Linked DNA regions of Mus musculus: region 2 is linked to region 1. A link is a contact called in public HiChIP or PLAC-seq data. All regions are on one chromosome and are shown on one strand. Each heading gives the region's core, a stretch centred on a gene start, on an enhancer-like site or on the middle of the called end of the contact. The rest is flanking DNA. Distances are from core to core; before and after follow the strand shown.

The links. HiChIP or PLAC-seq counts read pairs in DNA pulled down with a chosen protein or histone mark.
Region 2: a contact with region 1 is called in an H3K4me3 HiChIP or PLAC-seq map of bone marrow-derived macrophages, with 5 times the contacts expected there. The contact joins the enhancer-like site here to the promoter of Kbtbd2 in region 1. A contact is called at or near these places in 1 of 39 promoter capture datasets (cranial neural crest) and 6 of 115 datasets of contacts at active chromatin or transcription factors (bone marrow-derived macrophages, embryonic forebrain, embryonic stem cells and 2 more).

Annotation. Positions count from the first base shown.
Region 1 is chr6:56,795,729-56,800,449 of GRCm38.p6, reverse strand. Kbtbd2 (kelch repeat and BTB (POZ) domain containing 2) reads left to right here and starts at 2,637. Exons shown (of 4, transcript NM_001362210.1): 1 at 2,637-2,991. It overlaps Gm10209 (oleosin-B6), which reads right to left. Exons shown (of 2, transcript XM_030255710.1): 2 at 2,024-3,203. The coding sequence ends at 2,406.
Region 2 is chr6:57,788,623-57,793,343 of GRCm38.p6, reverse strand. It overlaps Vopp1 (vesicular, overexpressed in cancer, prosurvival protein 1), which reads left to right. Exons shown (of 5, transcript NM_146168.1): 2 at 3,309-3,367. Among named protein-coding and RNA genes, the nearest start is that of Vopp1, 34 kb to the left of the region's middle. Within about 2 kb of position 2,618, at least 8 of the 459 cell types and tissues checked have an H3K27ac peak or open chromatin away from gene starts, as enhancers often do. A contact at or near this core is called in bone marrow-derived macrophages, where this site is marked.

The DNA.
Region 1 (4,721 bases), core at 1,388-3,887:
CATAAATCAGGCATTTACTAAGAACCCCTAGTGGTAGGCTTAACAATAGACTAGCATTACACCTGGCTCCCTTCTTAGTGGTAAACACGGCCTGGTCCGTGCCATCTTTTGATGTATACATTCCTTTTGTATTGTGTCACTGTAACTTAGTGGATGTGTTCGCCTGGTTTCTTGTTACTCTTCTGTATAAAAAGTTTGATGCTCGATTTGACAAATTACACTCAGAGTCTTCACACTCTCTTGTGTCGCTTCTGTTTGTCACTCACAGACTCTATGCCCATCTGTCCGAGACTCTGATTTGCACGGATTAAGGAGGGCCCACTGAGCCCGGTCTGTGGCATAGATGTTTTGCTTGCATGCATATCTGTGTACCACGTGAAGAATATTTAAATACAGTATAATTTGGGAGAGAAGTTTTTTTGGTATAATACAATCCTGGTGTCATCTCAGATCAAGATAGAATAGAGGTCAACAGGCTACCTCCCCTAATGATGGGTCTATTAATTAGGAGCTAAAGATAAAAGGTTTAGGGGTGAAGAGTCTGGAATAATTATTCTGAGGGATTTAGGTGAATTCTACCTCTACAGAGAGCAAAAGGTTACCACATGTTAACAACACCCACTCTCAGGTTTTTGGATAGGATGCAAGTATTTTACTTCCTCCATTGTGGAAATACCCTGTATGTTTAACATTCCTGGTTTCCCTGGTGCTTATTTGAAATATAAGGACTTTTGTGGCCCCCAACAATGTGGATGCTGTGAATTGAACCCAGGTCCTCTGGAATTTAGTGGTCTTAACTTTAGAATCATGTCTCTAGCCCCACATTTTGGAGATTTTTTTTATTACAGATTCATAAAAAGTATAAAAAATATGAGCCCATGATGGCTCAGCAGGCAAAGAAGCCTGCTCTCCAAGCCTGGCAACCTTGAGTGCCATCTCTGGAAGCCACACAAGGGTGGAAGGAAATCTGCAAAGTGGTCCTCTGACTGCCACACAAGTGTGGTGGCATGAACACTGACCTCTCAAGAATCACATAGACACACACACTCACATACACGCACACACACATACTCACACACACACACACACACACACACACACACACACACACACATAGCATAAAAAGTAACAAAAGTAGAATGTTCTTTGAAAACCCCTCTAGTGACTTCCCATCTTAGATAACTATAGTATATTATCAAAACTATGAAGCTGGTATTAGCAAAAGCAATTAAATAGACTAAAAACCTTATTTGGACTACATCATCTTTTATATAAACGCTACTTTCTTTTTTCTTTTTTTTTCTTTTGTTTTGGTTTTTTTTTTTTTTTTTTTGGCAGGGACTCACTTACTGGCTGGCTTATAACAAGTAACTTGCTATTTAGACCAGGCTGTCCTTGAATTTATAGAAATCTGCCTACCTAACTCTGGCATACTGAGATTACAGGCCTATGCCACTATGCCCAGATTAAACTTTGTAAACTTTATCGTTATTGGGTCGTGACCTAGGAATTCCATATTCACGCAGTCAAGATGAAGAGCAGTCCCATTAACTACAAAGAAGTTCCTTGTGCTATGTGCTAGGTGTTCACAACGACGTCGGTCAACTAGATTTTCTTTGTATTATTTCAGGGAAGCAAAATTAGAGTGGATAGATACATTGTATACCAGCACGGTTAACTATATTTTCTTTGTATTATTACAAGACAGCAAAATGGAGTGGATAGATACATTGTATTTGAGAGCAGACAAGATTTTCTTTGTATCCTTACAGGGAAGCAAGATAGATGCATTGCATTGTAATGCTCTGTAATGCATTCTGAGGGCCTGTTAACCCCCTCTACCAAACCAGCACTTTTAAATAGTCTGGTGTCGTTCATGTGCTCCTGTTAAAATTTGAACTCACTATTTAGCGAAGGACAGCCGGGAATTCCTGATATCCTTTCTCTAGCCTCCTGCCATCTGGGATTAGAGGTGTCTGTCTCTTTGCCTAATGCTTTATATGTGGCCATTCTTATTTTCAAAACTGGACTTGTTCTAACAGTTGAAGTTAGGAAGTAGGCAATTCTGAACGTTTTTTGTTTCGTTTTCGTTACATGTATCTTTAGGCAAATCTATAACATTTTTGCTTGCCAACAAGTCTCGCAGACCACAGGCACTTGCTACTTCAAGGCTTTGCTTTGAAATCTGGGGCATGGAGGGTGTCTGCTGCATTGCAGTAAAAACTGGCTGGAGGCATCATTTGTGGAGACCGTCCTCTGCACCCATTCGCTTCCAAACTGCGGGTTATCTCGATGGTGCCAATACTTCCAAGGCCTTAGCAAGCGGAACTTCTGAAAGCGATGGAGGCTGGAACTAAGGAAAGCAGCCCATATAGCAAACGGTCCAATGTCCTCCTCCCCTAACTTCAGCTTCCCGGGGTGCAGTGCTGGCCCCCACTCTGGCCCAGCCTGCAAATGTCTGTATCTCGGGTGGACACCTCAAACACGAACAACTGCGGCTGCACAGAAGTCCAAGTGCCGCTGAATAGAACTTTGGGAACTGATTTTTCTAGGCCATCCCTGAGGATGGGTGGCCGGCGCGACCCCGCTCTGCTACGCGCACGCGCCTTAGCAGCCCGGGAAGCCCGGACCCAGACGCCAGCGTCACCTCGCGCCGCCTCCGCCCTTCCTGCTTTCCGTTTCCTTCCCGCGCCTGCGCGGCTCCGATTGTTTTGGCTTTCCGGTGGGGCAGAGGAAAAGGGCGCGGTGAGCCAGATGAAGGCGGGGTCCAGCCGCGGGCACCCGGGAGCCCGCAGAGCCGCTGCTGGAGCGGGCGCGGGCACTGGCGCGGGCGGCAGGCCGTGACGGCCCAGCCCAGGAGGCGCGAGGAAGCGGAAGCGGGGGCGGAAGCGAGCGGCCCGGATCCCCGCAGCGCCACGCCCCCGCCGTGCGTGCGGCCGCGTGAGTGCAGCCCGGCGGAGCGGCGCGGTGAGCTGGGCGACCGGGGACGAGGTGAGCCCGGCCGGGCGCGAGGCTGGCGGGCGGCCTTTGTGGCCCGGGGCGGCGGCGGCGGCTTTCAAACTGGGGCGCTTCCGCCGAGCGCGCGGTGTTTCCGGCGCGGCCTTGCGCGAGCTGCGGGGCTCGGGGCGGCGTCCTTTCTGAGGGAGAGCTGTTTTGCCCGGCTCGTGTCGCGGCCGCCGGAGAAGGGCGACCGCGTCCTTGCCCTTTTTTTTTTTTTTTTAAAAAAAAAAAAAGTATTATTATAATTCTTTTTCTTGGCACATCGGCAGTAACCAAGAGTTAGCCAGGTTAGCCGGGGTCCTGTTGTCCTCGGCCTGCTTGTGCTCTGCTGTGGGAAGGGGAAGCTGCACTTTGAAACCTGTTTGCTTTAGACGGAAATCATGGGTTGGAACTGGACGCTAAGTCGGCCGACTGGGCGCTGCTGTCGTGTGCTCTCCCCCACTTCCCGCCCCGCCAAGCGCCTGGCCTAGTAGCTCTTAAGATTCCTTTTTTTTATAGCTACCTAAAGGAAAAGGGATGCGTATTCTCCGGGCTGTAGATCTCTAGAATTTCTTTGGTGGCCTCTCTTTAAGTTAAGCAAGGAATTAAGATAGTAAACTTGAAAGACTTTGCTTTGTGAACAGCTATATCAGCTTTGTGAAAACGAGGGGGGAAAAAAAAGACAGTGCTGGTCACGTGTTGTTTATACATGAATCTGTAAGTCTGGCTCACTGAGCAGACACTGAGGAACGGCCCTATCAGCGGTGTGCTCTGACTGAAATTATATTTTCTTCCTGTGAGTTAATACAGTTTATTTTAGTTTCTTCATTTCTTTGGAGTTGTGAATTCTTCCCCAGATTTGAGTAATATAGACCAGATCTTTTGCAGGTGAGAATGACTTCGTCTAGTCAGACTGTGGATGAAGCTTTTATTTGTAATCTAAGATCCATTTGAAAAGCCAAGTCAGTTGTTTTTCCCAGCCTCTGTGATGTGAAACGTTGCTGTTCGTTTCGTCTGTCTGATAAGGTTATGCCTTTCTGCTTTGCTCTTTTGTTGGTTTAACGCTTTTCTAGGTTCCTTTAGATCAGGGCCAGAAATCTTAAGAGAGGGTATATAATTCTTGGCAACTACGGCTTTTCCGTTGAGCATTCTTTGTATGTAATCCGTGTGTTTCCACACTTATTTCCTCTCTTCAGATAAGTACTGTAATTATTCTCTATTTTATTTCCATAAGTACAGTGCTGTAAAATATGCTAACTTTACAAATACTGTAAGGAGGTGACAGAAATAATAGGAGTCGTAGTAGTTATTAGTGAGGCCACAGTAGAGTTTTCTTTATTAGATAGCAGAAATAGTTAGCATTTCTTAAGTTTCTATGCCTTGAGTGATTTAGATGTTTAAGTTCCTAGAAACCTGATTTGTCTCTTGAGGTAGACTGTGTTAATAGTGTAACGCAGGCTTGCCTTAAAGTCCTGCTTCAGCCTGGGGTTTGCAAACTACTACTAGCATGCCGTGCCCTATTGACTGCAGTCTTGAAAGCCAAAAGATACCTGGTTTTCCATAGATTTGCATGCTATTTAGAAAATAGTTGACAACCACCCACCCACCCCTTCCCTGCAGCATTCCTAAGACAGTTGGGGCTGAGAAAATGGTGGGTTTTGCTGTCCTGAAATGTGTCTTGTTATACATAGGTCTTGCCCTGTATTGCAGAGTTTGAATAAAACAGATACTTATGTAACTTG
Region 2 (4,721 bases), core at 1,369-3,868, 990 kb before region 1:
TGGGCAACTTAAGATCTCCGGTCCTAGAATGAGAACAAAATAAAACATTGGGGGTATGTTGTGTCCGGCCAGTAGACTACAACCTGGGTTCTAGCCTGGAAAGGCATTTTGGAAACCTGGAAGAGAAGAGGGGCTGGGTGGCGAGAGAAAGAAATGTAGCCAAGACAGTTATTCTGATCAAAGCTCAAATTTTACTGTTGCGACACTAGTTATGAAGGAAGGGGGAGGGGACCCGATTCCCGCCGAATAATCTCAGGTCCAGTAGAAAGGTGAGCACGTGTGTGGCACCAACAGCAAAGCGGCAGGTTCCAGCAGTGGGCGTGGCAGAACGATGAGCAGGAAGCTCCACCCCTGAGCAAGCAGGTTTCAGGCTGGAGGAGGGGAGACTACAGGGATAGGGGCTGGGGTGGAGGTATGCAACTGGAGCACATGCCTAGCACAGGTTCAGTCCTACTACAGAAATGCCTAGCTCAAGGTTCAAGCCTACTACAAAACAAATAAAGACATATACTTTAGAAAATAAAAATGTGTGGAAAATAAACATGATGTGTGGAAAAAGTGCAGTCCTCAGACACATTATTCTCCCGGCAGAATTGTGCATCTTGTCTTCTCCTTTATATTCTTCTCGTCAGGGGATATCAGGGCTTCCTTTTCTATCTTTCTAATTAAAAAGCTTATATTTTCTTAAGGAATTATATAAGCTCTTTATTATTGTTAATTATGGCCAAGTTGTTTTGAACATTTCCTTTATGTTGATACCTTCCCCAAACTATAGTAATCAGCATTGCAAGACTATAATCTTTTGTTTTCCTGGATTTCTTCAGTGCTTCTGCCGACCCCTGGTAATGACTGGCTATAAGGGACATGTGGGGTTACTTCTCATCCGGACACCATTCTTTGGTTATTCCTGGCAGTGGCCATTTTGGGGCCAGAAAAGGAAACCTTTTGGTTTGTAACTCTTCTCCCTTCTTCCAACAACTATTTGTAGTCTGCAAGAGGACGGTGTTTGCTCTCATTTCCAGATCTGGAACCCTTCCTTCCCTAGGTTTTATATGAACCTGCCATTGTAGAAGTTGCTCGTTTCCTTGTATTTTTTCTTCTGCCAACCTTTCAGCTGTTCAATGATATTTAATTTCCACATTATGTAGATCCTTACTATTGTTTGACTTTTAATTTTGGTTATGGAATAATTTTATCTGCAGGAGATAAGGATGTTTATGTAATTGAGTTTAGTACCTTTACAACATCTGTTGCTTTGCATCTCTTTAGTTAAAACCAGGCAGAGAAACTGTATCCATAACACTATAGGTGCTCACAGATTTTTTTCCCCCAGAGGGATATGTAGTTAGTACTAACTTGTGTCTTACGGTATGCATCTTCCCAAAGTCTTTAAGAGAGTGGCTGACTTTAGGAATATTGCTTGTTAGAAGTCATCAAGGTCTCCACAGTACAATTAGGGATGGAATATAGCTTCCATCAAGTCCCTAAGTGACTATTACTATGAAGTCTTGGTTTTAAGGGCACTCTCTTTTTCATCAGCACTTCTTCAGGATTTTTAACAGAGAATAAAGCTTCTTGTAATCAGTATTTTTTACTTATTTTTTATTAATTATTTTATTGGTTTATATTACAAATGATATCCTCCTTCCCAGTTTCATCCCCACAAACACCCATCCCATCCTCCCTCCTCTTTGCCTCTATGATGGTGCTCCTCCACCCACTCACCCACTCCCACCTCACCCCTCTAGCATTCCCCTGCACTGGGGCATCAAGCCTCCACAGGACCAAGGGCCTCCCCTCCCATTGATGCCAGATAAGACTATCCTCTGCTTCATATGTATCCCTCCGTGGATCCCTCCATGTATACTCTTTGGTTAGTGGTTTAGTCCCTGGAACTCTGGGTGACCCAGTTAGTTGATATTGTTCTTCCTATGGACTTGCAATCCCCTTCATCTCCTTCAGTCCTTCCCCTAGCTCTTCCATTGGGGTCCCCTGGCTCAATCCAGTGGTTGGCTGTGATTATCCCACAGTATCTTTTAATATAAAGCAAAAGAGCATGATACTTAGAATCCTTCACAGTCTTAAAGAAAAAAATGCAATTAGCAAGTCATACAATACTGACAAATAATGATTTAGCACTCTCTTAAAGACAGGAGAAAGGGTGCTGACTATGAAGATTTCTTGAGTAGAACGCAGGATCTTGCTCTGTGGAGGGCATCAGAGGGAGAACTGAAGGCATCCTGGGTCTGGCCACAGTTGGTGGTGAGTCTCAAAGAAATGGAGATAGGCAAGAGGTTTGCAGAAGTGATCAGGTTAGGTGTACCCCTAATGGAGGTGGGGAGGTGGAAGAAGGCATGGGCAGCCTACCTGGCAGGAGGGATGTGCTGAGGGGTGCAGGAGTGATCAGATTATGTGTACCCTGGAAAGGTACCCTGGAGATGGAGGAAGGCAGCCTACCTGGGTTCCAGCCAAATGTGGTGTCCCTGTAAGGTTGCTGGGGAGTCACAAAGGGATGCAGATGACCTGAGAGAAATTGCTGAGGACAGCAACAGGGAAGAACTCAGGGAACCCTGTGTCAGTGCTACTTGGTGGCCTAGCCCCAAGGGGGTGGAGTTGGTTAAGAAGAGGAACTTCGGCAGACAATGGTGGCAGTCCTCTCCTTTCTTACATCTAAGAGAACACTCGATCTGGAGCTCTTATGCGCTGCTGAGGAAACCTCACTTGCACTGTCCGACAGACAGGGTCCACTACTTTGGAGTGAATAGTTTGAGTGTGACTTTCATGATATTGCAAAACATAGAGATCTAGAAATGTGACAGTATGTGGGAGATGCCTGTCAAAACGAAAAGTATTGGGGAAATAGAGCTCCCAGTGCTTTGAATTATTCATTATTTACTATTTTGAAGTGTCATACAATTTTAAATGGAGATTGAGTGTAGCTGAGTGGTTAGACCACTTGCCTAGTATACACAGGGCCCCATATTTGATTCTTAGCAACTCCCCCCACCCCTGCCCAAGGATTGTCTTTTGTTTACCCTTTTAAGGAAATATTTGTGAATAATAATTAGAGGCATAGGAAAATAGCTGCTTCTGTTTCCCTCTTTTTAAAAAGGTTTTGAAGAAATGAAGCATCTATGAGAAAGGGAGGAGATGGGATTTCTCGTTACTCACTCACTGCCTGCTTCTCTGCTAGCCGTTTGTGATTTCCTCCATTGCTGCTCTTTCTTTGTTAACTTCCTGAGACCTTTTCAGTAGTGTACAAACCACTGACAAAGTTTTTTTTGTTTTGTTTTTGCTTTTATTTCTAGTGCACTGAGGCCAAAAAACATTGCTGGTATTTTGAAGGACTCTATCCCACATACTATATGTAAGTATAGTGCCTTCCTGCTGATTTGACTGTGGTCAGTTTTTTTTCTCCAGGAGCGGTTTCTTTTATAGGATTGAGTTATTGGATAGAAAGTGCAGTAGAGTGGAGGTTTCGGCAGTTAAGTTTGTGAAGTCCAGAGGTAGTTTTTCAGGGATATTTTACAGAGACAGGTTGCAGAGGGAACAGCCGAGACACAGGTGAAGACAGAATGAACCAGAGAATGAGAAGGAGCCAGATTAGAACAGATTGCCAGAGTTACTCTGAGACCAAGAAGAGCAGCTCAGTGAGAAGCTGAGAGAAGCCAGATTGAATCAGTTAGCTTGGAGAGGCGTTTGTGCCAGAACAGCTGAGCTGAACAAGCCAGCCAGATTTCAGAAAGAGCTAGAGAGGGCAAACTTATTCAGCAGTAAGCCTCTGAGATAACAATTACATAAGGCAAAGAAGTTACTTTAACAGAAATAGTGATAGAGTTCCAACTTAAAGAAAAAAGCCCAAGTCTAAACAAATTCATAGCAGAATTCTATCAGACTTTCCTAAATCTCCAGCCAATACTTCTTAAATCATTCAAACAAATAGAAGTGAAAGGGATAATTCATGCTTCTTTTACAATCCAATATTACTCTAATGTTACAACCAAGTAAAACACAAATATTTCACGGAGACAGACAAATCATCCTAAAATTCACATGGAAGTACAAAAGTCCCTGGGCAGCCAGAGAAAACCTGAACAAACAAAATAAAACAACAACAGCAACATCAACAAAACACAAAGAAACAGAAAAATACAAAGTGCTAAAAAGATTATTACTTGTGATCCAGCTATATCACTGCTTAGCATATTCCCAAAGGACTTAACATCTTATTCCAGAGATGCTCGCTCAGCTATGTTCATGCTGCTCTGTCCACAATAGCTAGGAAATGGAAACAACCTATATGTCCTTCAGCGATGAATGGCTAACAAAAATATGGCACATACACACAATGTAATATTATTCTACTTCAAAGAAATATGAAATCATGAAATTGATAGACCTATATACCGAGTGTAATAATTCAGCCCCAGAAAGACAAATGTTCTCTATTATTTGTAATTCCTAGGTCACAAATTTCTGATGAGAGTATATAATTCTAGTAGCTGTAGAAACTAGGAAAGTAACAAGAGCTATTTGTGGGAGCTTTAGGGAAGTAAATAGTAGGACATAGATACCATTGAGTGAGGGATTGGAAGACTGGGGAAGGTCTTTCACTGGGGGGTTGAGGGAAGATAATAATCAGACAGACAGACAGTGACTGAGACACAGAGCAAATAAGCATTTTTTAAATTCAAGAATCATAATGTTTCATGTTTGCATAA